Linked DNA regions of Mus musculus: region 2 is linked to region 1. A link is a contact called in public Hi-C data. All regions are on one chromosome and are shown on one strand. The core of a region is the stretch at or near the end of the contact, and the rest is flanking DNA. Distances in the headings are between cores, read along the strand shown. Region 1 has its middle 94 kb from the start of Trim52. Region 2 has its middle 49 kb from the start of Trim52.

Region 1 (4,671 bases), core at 1,135-3,634:
CAGGCTGTCAGTCACATTAAGTAGCACCTAGAGTCCTTTCCCATGCAAATAGAGCATCATTAACATCTCAAACTCAGCCAATAGGAAGCACCTACCCCCTAAATCCCACCCCACCCCACCCCTCAATGTTTATATAGTCCATGTCTGCATAGCATAAACCACGCAAATTATTTGACAGGAGGATCATCCGAGAGTGGCAGTCTTTACTGAGCTTTAATACTTGGGGAAGAGCTCTCCTGAAGCATTCATCGCTGGATCTTCCGCCCACCTGGCTGGCCAGGCTCCTGCTGTTGCTGCCTCCATTGCCTCTGCAGATGCCGGTACCTGACAAGAGACCGGAACTCCAGAGGCATGCCACCATGGCCATTAAGCCATCCAGATCAAAACCCCATGGAAGCTGGACGTGGTGGCTCACGTCTTTAATCCCAGCACTCGGGAGGCAGAAGTAGGTGGATTTCTGAGTTCGAGGCCAGCCTGGGCTACAAAGTGAGTTCCAGGTCAGCCAGGGCTACACAGAGAAACCCTGTCTCAAAAAAAAAAAAAAAAAAAAAAACCATGGAATCTATTTTTCCCAGACTCCACGCTTTGCCTTCCTCGGTCAGGTTTTGTGTAGAGGTTTTGGGCACCCCAGAAGGCAGAGGGCAAAGGGCAGACACACATAGGAGAGAAGCAACAGGGAGTGGTTGAGTGTTTAATTCAAGAAAGTAACTCCATAGTTAACTACATTTAAACACAGAAGCCTTTGCTAGGAAAAGGAGGTTTGTTGTAGTGAGAAGTTTCACTTGTTTATTTTAACTTAGACAAAACTGGGTAGTTGACTCTAAAATGTGTCTGAAACCATGGATCTATTTATGCCTATCTTCCCTTCCCCGGGGCTGTAAATCGTCTTCCCAATGGCATCTCTCTTAGAGCAGCTCCACAGACCTGGACAATTCTCTAAAGCGAAGTCCACTTCTACCTCCATTCTGTCTGGGAGAAAGCAAATCTTCATCAAATCAATGCAGACATGGTAGTCCTGAACCTTCCAGGTAGACTCTACCATCAGTAGTCATTTGGGATGGATCACGATGCTCCCTTCTGGAACTCTCTTTCCTTCCTTACTACAGTGATTTGCGCTCTCTCTCTCTCTCATTCGTTCCCTCTCTCCAGAAAAAAATAACATAGTAGGGACTGAGAGATGTGTGAATGGTTAAGAACACTTGTTCTTATTGAAGAGGACACAGATTCTATCCCTAGGACCCACACAGTGATTCACAACCATCTGTAAGTGCAGCTCCGGGGTCCAATGCCCTCTTCTGACCTCTGTGTTCACCAAAAATGCAAGTGGTGCACGAACACACATGCAAGCAAAACACTCATATATACAACAAAAACACTCATATATACAGTAACCCTAATCTCTGGCTCTACCATGGAGTATAGTTGGTTTTAGTTGAGAGAAAAGAATATGGTATGATCTTCATGGGGTAAAGTTCAGCCTTTACCTCCAGAATTAGGAAGCAAACAAACTGAAGTTTCTAATTTCGTACATTAGAATTTTGTACATTAGTTAATGTAATTTTAAAGGTGGCTCTGTCTTTAAGAGAAGAAAGAGAGGGAGGGAAGGGGAGGGGAGGGGAGGGGAGGGGAGGGAAGGGAAGGGAAGGGAAGGGAAGGGAAGGGAAGGGAAGGGAAGGGAAGGGAAGGGAAGGGAAGGGAAGGGAAGGGAAGGGAAGGGAAGGGAAGGGAGCAAAGAGAGTCTGCAGATGTAGCTGAGCCAGTCTAGCTCTTCCCTAGAATGTACAAAGCACTGAGTTCTAGCCACCACATAAAATAGGTTGATTCACACCTATAGTCTCAGCACTTGGGAGATAGAGGCAGGAAGACCAGAAAGTCACTCTTGGCTACATGGTGGGACTGAGACTAGCCTGAGCTGCATGAAACTTTGTCTCAATCAATCAACCAATAAACAATCAATCAATTAATAAATGGGATGAAGAAGAAAATAGATAACTTTTAGGACAATCAAGACATTACATCAAAATTCATCATCCTACTAAATTCCATGGGAAGTGACATTTGTCACTGTGAGAAAAACAGATGGTGAAAGAAGAAACCTTGAGAACTAAAACTGAGAATGAAATGCCAGTGACATTGTGTGTCCCTCTAATGCCCTCCTATATGCAGTTGTAGCCTCCAAAGCAACTCATTTCTTTCTTATACACATACTTCCTAGCCAAAAGTCATTCCATAGTGCTTTTAAAGTAAGATGTGTGTGGAGTTGGGGCGGGGGTGTTCTTATGAGGATGAGTGTGTGCTTGTGAGTGGGGTGAGAATGGGAACAGTGGGGGTCATTCAAACTATGAGACAGGCAACACTGACCCAGGACACTTTGCCAGCAGTGGTGATTCATCTTCCGCTCAGGCACAAGGACGCCAAGACCTCTGTGTTTTGCTCTCCGTTCACATTTGTGCTCTTTAAACCAGTGAGTCACACATTGGAAATATGTATGAAGTAAGCAAGAATATGTCACCGAGTTATTTCTGGTGGTTCAATACACACATCCAAGGACATCACGTGTCTGAAAGGCAAATTTTTAAATGTGAGGGGTTTATACATAGCAGACACAGTTGTTTTCTTTCTGTAAAGGAAAAAAAAATCTGATGTAAGAAGAAATGGATCCTGGTAAAACGATTAAGTTTAGGGGAAAGGGATAAAATATTTCTTCCTGCTCTCAATTGGACAGTTTTCTTCAGAGGAAATTACATACATTCTTGGTCACTGGAATTAGCATAGAACTATTCTTGCTGAACTTTAGTGTTAAGAAACAAATGGTATTCAGTCTCTTGTTCAGCTAGCCCAGCTTTGTGGCAAATATGAGCTTTGTACCTAGATGCAAACAAAATCCTTCCTTTTTAAAATTGTATTATTGTTTGGAGGCAGGGTCTTGCTGTGCAGCACAGGCTGGCCTTGAGTTCATGGTTATCCTTCTGTCTCAGCCTCCCCGGAGCTGGAATTAAAAAGTGTGAGCCACCACACTCTGAAAACTCTTCATGCCTTCTTAACACCACCCTAGTGACCTAAGAAATTAGAGAATGCAATAGTTGTGGGGAAACTATTTCCTTGAGAAAGTTTAAACCCATAACAAGCCAAATAATTCTTAGTCTGATAATTACCATGAGAAGACTGGTCACTCACAATCACTTAATTGTCTGTCCAGCTTTCACCAGTTGGACATTTGTGTGTAAGTGTCTTGTACACTAAAGAAGTGGCAGGGCACACAGTTAACCCCATCCACACTGACTGACTGAAGCATGACAGCATGTAGCAAACGGTAAATAATATCTATTACAACGCAGGGCATGGAGTTCATCAGAGGCAGAGTCATTCTTGTCTGAGGTGACAGGGAAGATTTGAAGTTCAGATGATACCAAGAAGTGGCAGGACAAGAAGGCAGTGGCAAAAATCATTCGAGCGAAGGGACCATGGTTGCAAGGAGTAGGGCTGGAAGGAGAACAGGGTTTCTGGGAAGCTGGCCAAGAAGCACAATTGGAGCACTGAGAATGAGAGAAAAGCATAGCAGATGTGGATCTGTAGAGAAGCCATCCTGGATAATATGGGTCTTCTCCAATTATTATTAAATTAAAATATTATTTAATCACTGTGAGCCAGAGCAAGGCGTAATCGGATAGATGTTTTTAACAAAAACTCTTATGGTGTTGTGTAACAGTTTCTTTCCAGATTTAAACGGTCCACCCTGCAGGAAGCTCCTTAAGCAGGAAGGTTAAACAACTCAGAAGAGCTTCAGGAAGTTCCTGAAACTGACCAGAATCACTAGGCCCCTCCCTGCCAGAGTCGTAAAAACCGAGTCCTTCTCAGATGCAAGGAAGCAAACGCCAAGGAAGGAGAGAAAGCAAGCGATCTGACCCAGACGGGGTCTAGATTAGCTGAGGCACCTGGAAAGACCACCCTTCAGTCTGTTTAGCTACCAGCAGACTGTACAGCTTTGTCCAGGTTCTCAGCTTTGTGAGATGGGTTTTTCTGGGATGAGGTTTGGTAAATCAGTTGCCTTTGAGGCACTTCTCCTCCTGTAGGTAACCCCTCACTCATATTCTTATAAGTGAGGGGTTATAACCCCAATCAAACTCACTGACTCACCAAGTTGAAGATTGGTGGTATCTGTAGTTTTGTCTGCTGTGAACTCCTATCTGGGTGAGTGGCTGTGTGTGTTCTGTCTCCCCAGGAAAAGTATTGTCATACCACATACAGAAAGAATTTGATATGAAGAAAAAGAGAAGAAGAAAATGTCTTGAAGCTATTGATACTCTCTGTCGTATTGATTTAACTTGAGAGCTATGGGGAAACGGAACGCAGAGCAGGTTGGGATGAATTGTAAATGGCGTACCAAAAAGTCAGAGGCTCTTTCCAGATAAGTGTGCCTCAGATGATGAGAGGGAGGGCAGAGAATAGGAATCTATGGGTCAAAAGTAATTAGAACGCAACTATATATATATATATATATTTTTTTTTTCAAAGCAAATTTTTATAATCTCAAGATTTAAAAAAAACTCTTCATTTATATATTATATATTCACATATATAATATTTATTTCTCTTATAAATGTATATACATAGTATATACATACATTAATCTACAGTTCAAACTTCCTACTCATTTGGTTCTTGTGGCTA
Region 2 (4,671 bases), core at 720-3,219, 140 kb before region 1:
AATGTAGAATTTATTACCCCATTTCTACCCATTACTGCAGACTGAGTCTTTTCCCAGTCTATGAGATATTCCGGAAATTGTAATAAATTCCATTTATTGCTTAACTTGTTTCAGTCGGTCTTCTGACCCTTGAAATAAAAGTAATTATCATTAGTAAAATCTATTTATCTCTCTGGATAGAAGTGTTGATTCCAGAGACATTTAAGCTTTGCCAGATACTATCATGTCCAAAAAGTTTAAGACTGTAAATAGTTTTCTAAAAACACTAGTCTGTTCCACATAAAGAAATTAATATTATTCTTTTAATAACCAAAATATGTGTTTTTAGTATGCATTGGCAGAGAAGCATCCACATATAATTACTCAGAATCTACCTCCTAAGGTCTCTTATGGGTCCCCCAGAGTTTTATCCAACCAAACCAAGCAGAGAATAAAAGGGTGGAAAAAAATCATGAAAAGTTTAATGGGGCAAACCTAGAAAAGGTCAGTCCTTGCTCTCCCAATGGATATGACTCAGGGACAATGGTGCATGGAACTAGAAGCAGGTCTGGGCAAGAGTCTCACTGGGAAGCCATGCAGACACCAACCACAAGATTCCCGATGACATCTCTTGACTCAGAAAAGAGAATAGCCATTTTTGGCAGAGATCCATATATTTCACAACAAAAACTACTTTGTCTTTTGTGAAGTTGATATACTGAATATAAGTTGTAACTGAATATTAAATAAATTCTAGCATTTCAAGAATTTATGAAAGATGTATATGCATCAGCATTTGAGATATTAATAATCTTTGATTAGTTATTGGTAGCTGTATCCTCAGTAACCTATGCCAAGTTTTTTAAGAACCTAGAAATTGAAAGTCCTAAACTTGAACCTTAAAAAAAAAGAACCCGAAGATGTGTTTGGTGGTAAACAATTGTAACACCAGCACTAGAATCTGAAACAGGAGTTACCATGAATTTGAGACCAGCATGTATTGCATAGCATGTACCAAATTCTGTCTATAAATAAACTAATTAATCAGTAAGTGGATAAATAACACCCATCCCTGAACATCTCATTTATTCATGCAAATCTTTGCTTTGACACTCAGATAAATGCAGATACCATACATACAATGGAACCTGGATAAAAAATTAATGAGTCTTTTCTGCATAAAGGTGTTTCTGTTCTCTTGACTAAAGGAGATAAGTACAATTAGGAGTTATGAATATCCTGAAGATCAAAAATTCACTTCAAGCTAATGCCTAAGCACACCTCCAGAAGCTGTGGGAACAGATGGCTTCCACATGATAAAATCAGATTCCAGCTATCTGCTCTTTCACAAAAAACAAGATGCTCTTTCTATATGTGATTTAGCAACAATTATCAATATGAACATATCTTCATTACAAATATCCATGTGGTAACAAAACAATAAATATGAGTATTATCATTTCCTTAAATAAAATGCACTAAAAATGCCAACATTCTAAAGTAGAATTACATCGAATATAAAATTGATGCCTTGGCTGTATGAACACAAATATAAATATAAAAAGGTAAAAACAGCTATGACACAACCTTTCTTTCTGTTTTTCTTTTTCTTTTTTGTGAAACAAGGCTTCTCTGTATAGTTCTTGCTGTCCTGGAACTCACTCTGTAGACCAGGCTGGCTGCAAACTCAGAGATCCCTGTCTCTGCCCCTTGAGCACTGAGATTGAAGATCTGTGTCAGCATGACCTTTATAACTGACACTATGCTTATTAATGGATTTGTTGAGGAGCTGCACTCAGGAGTAGGGCTGTTTGGTGATCAATGACATCAACTGAAGACAAGTGTGTGCCAGTTACTGTGCTAAGTGCTTTAAACTTCATACCATTATTATTGACAATTCACAATCAAGGAGGCTGTTATATATGTTGCCCAAGATGACCTTACCAGGAAGCAGAGGAATGGAGAACTACGCACAGCTCTGTCTGATGTGGACTCTGACCTCCTTGTGTTGCACAAGCTTCCTCTAATATCAGTGCTTCCTGCTCCAGAGAAAGCACAGACTTAACGAGAGAATTTTATTACAAACACAACAAGCCAACTAGTACAAAAATAGAAAACAAGGTTACAAATACATCTAGATATTTTCATATTAATTTCCCTACTGGGTATTTTTAAATGATAGCTCTGAAATGCAGAATACTACTTTCCTTCCCTGTGACACACTTAAGACTGTGGTGCTGGGTGGTATGTGCATTGGCAGCGCAGAGAAGGAGCGGGCCAGCACCTTTTCCTAGGCGCCCTGAGCTGTGGCACTGCCCCTTCGGTTGTTACATGAGTCTTTTACGACACAGTGTTCTCACTGAGTATCTTTGTTCATTCCTAATAAGCCAGTTTCCTTGTCTTCAGCTGTGTAATTCACTATATACAGTTTCCTCACTGGTTCCAGAAACAAAGTAAACAATCTCATGAAGTGTTGTTCTCTGAGCACACGATTAAAATGATTGTCAAAACATAAGCTTCTGTCCTTGAAGTAATGGTTTCTATTAATCTATTTTCTTTTAACGCGTTTTATTGGTTATCCTGTTGGCATACAAAAATAATTTTTCCTTAAGATATTTTCATGCCTGTGCCTCACTGAACTTTTCTTATGCCTGTGCCTATAACCCTCCCTAAAATAAGAGCAATGGGAAGAAAAAGGAAACAGAGTGAAACCCGGAGCCTTACTTCTCCCCATCTGTTTTACGGTGGAAAGATGGAAAAAATGAAACAAACAAGACGTCATGCTGACAGCAGAGGACAATAGCAAGCGAGGTCCCATAACCCGGGCTGAGGTGATCATGAGGGGCATGCTTGTAGAAACCTGTACTCCGAGGACCGTGTGCTTGCAGCATACCATGTGACATGGGTTAATGACGAAGCAAGCTAGCTAGGCAGAAACTTCAGGAAGGAGTAAAGATGGAGGACAGCTTGCTCAGCAGTGATGACAGAAATACTAATCTACGTCAGATGGGAGAACAGACAGAAGACACTGAATTCACTGAAAGAATTCTCAGGCATCACACCTTCAATGAGGGAAGATGGTAGATTAATTTTTAAACTTTTCATTGACAAGGGAAAGGTGTAAGAGCCAAAGGTAGTCATTGAGAGAATGTGTGAGAAAACTACCAAGTAAAGCAAACATTAAACTTTGTAAGAATAATGAGAATTCACAATATAAGAAAGAACAAAGTAAATCAATAGTGAAATGGGTGCTTTTATTCTAAATTTTGATATGAAATTAGACACTTAAAAACAATTTTAAACGAAAGTGCTGTTAAAAAGAAATAAGGCCCAACTTGAGGCTCATCCTGTGGAAGAGAGCCAACCCCCTGACATTATTAATGATGCTCTGTTAGGCTTGCATTCAGGAACCTAGCATAGCTGTCTCCTGGGATGCTTCATTCAGCAGCAGATGCAGAGACCCATAGCCAAACATCAGGCAGAGATGAGAATCTTGGAAGAGCTGGAGGTAGAACTGAGCAAGCCCAAGGGTCGAAGACACCACATGAAGCCCCTTGGCCCATGAGGGCTCACAGAGACTGAACCACCAACCAAATAGCATGTACAGATGGACCTAGCCCCACCCCCACCCCCACATTAGCAGCAGACATGCAGCTTTGTCTTCATGTGGGTCCCCTAACGATTGAAGCAGGGACTGTCTCTGACTCTGTTGCCTGCCCGTGGATCCCCTTCTCCTACCTGGACTTCCCGGTTGGGCCTCAGTGGGAGAGGAGATACTTGGTCCTGCTGAGACTAAGTGTCCCTGGTTGGAGTGGTACCCAGATGGTTGGAGCTTCCCCCTTCTTTGAAGAGCAGGGAAGAGGTAATGGGGCAAAGATTTTCAGGGGCAGGAGGGAAAGGTGATGTGATTGTGATTTAATGTTAAAAAAATAATAATTATGGAGAAAAAAAAACTGTGTAGCACAAACACCTATTTATCATTTTATCGTTTTTAACATGATAGCCAAATGTACAGCCAAGAATACACTCACACATCTACAAACAGAAGAAAATCAAAAATTAAGAATGATGACACAAATGAATACCTTTTCACAGTTACATATAACACATTCACATATTCTACCAATGAACAACTATAAATGTCTAAAAATGTAACTTGTTAATACTTGCTGCTTTGTTTTCCCAGACAACTGGGCATCAAAAATGTCACTTGATCCAGGCTTGAGTTCTTGAGAGAACCAAAGACATAATGGGCTTTAAAACACCTTCTCCTGTTGGCATCATGAATGCTTCCTGGCTGATTCTGTTGGACAACAGAGACAAAGCAAGCCCTGTAATTACATCCCAACTTGATCTAAACTTACAGTCATGTAATTAATACTTCCTCTGTAAAGCAACGGGATAATTTAAAGAGCAGATATTTGTCTTTAAAAGAGAACAGAAAAACAAGAGGGGAATACATGTACATTTTAAGTTCATGCGCGCACTCCTGGGACTCCATTTGCTAAAGGATATTGTAACTGGACTCTCAGAGCTTTCATTGTACCAGGAGATGAAAATGATACTTCCTTCCTGCTGAAGGCAATAGTGTAGAGTAGAGAAAAGGGTGACTGGAGCCTATATGTATTCCATGAGGGTTTATGAAAATGGCAAACAATCTCAGCTCCTGGCTACCTGAGCCACCCTGCTACA

Evidence for each region. A called contact is a pair of places that touch in the nucleus more often than the background predicts.
Region 2: a Hi-C map of uterus shows a contact between it and region 1, with 6 times the contacts expected there. The contact joins two enhancer-like sites. A contact is called at or near these places in 1 of 15 datasets of contacts at CTCF or cohesin (the NIH/3T3 cell line), 5 of 484 Hi-C or Micro-C datasets (adipose-derived mesenchymal stem cells, embryonic fibroblasts, muscle stem cells and 2 more) and 1 of 9 other capture datasets (embryonic stem cells).

Annotation. Positions count from the first base shown.
Region 1 is chr14:106,009,979-106,014,649 of GRCm38.p6, reverse strand. No RefSeq gene overlaps it. Among named protein-coding and RNA genes, the nearest start is that of Trim52, 94 kb to the left of the region's middle. Within about 2 kb of position 2,384, at least 73 of the 459 cell types and tissues checked have an H3K27ac peak or open chromatin away from gene starts, as enhancers often do. A contact at or near this core is called in adipose-derived mesenchymal stem cells and uterus, where this site is marked.
Region 2 is chr14:106,152,674-106,157,344 of GRCm38.p6, reverse strand. No RefSeq gene overlaps it. Among named protein-coding and RNA genes, the nearest start is that of Trim52, 49 kb to the right of the region's middle. Within about 2 kb of position 1,969, at least 34 of the 459 cell types and tissues checked have an H3K27ac peak or open chromatin away from gene starts, as enhancers often do. A contact at or near this core is called in adipose-derived mesenchymal stem cells and uterus, where this site is marked.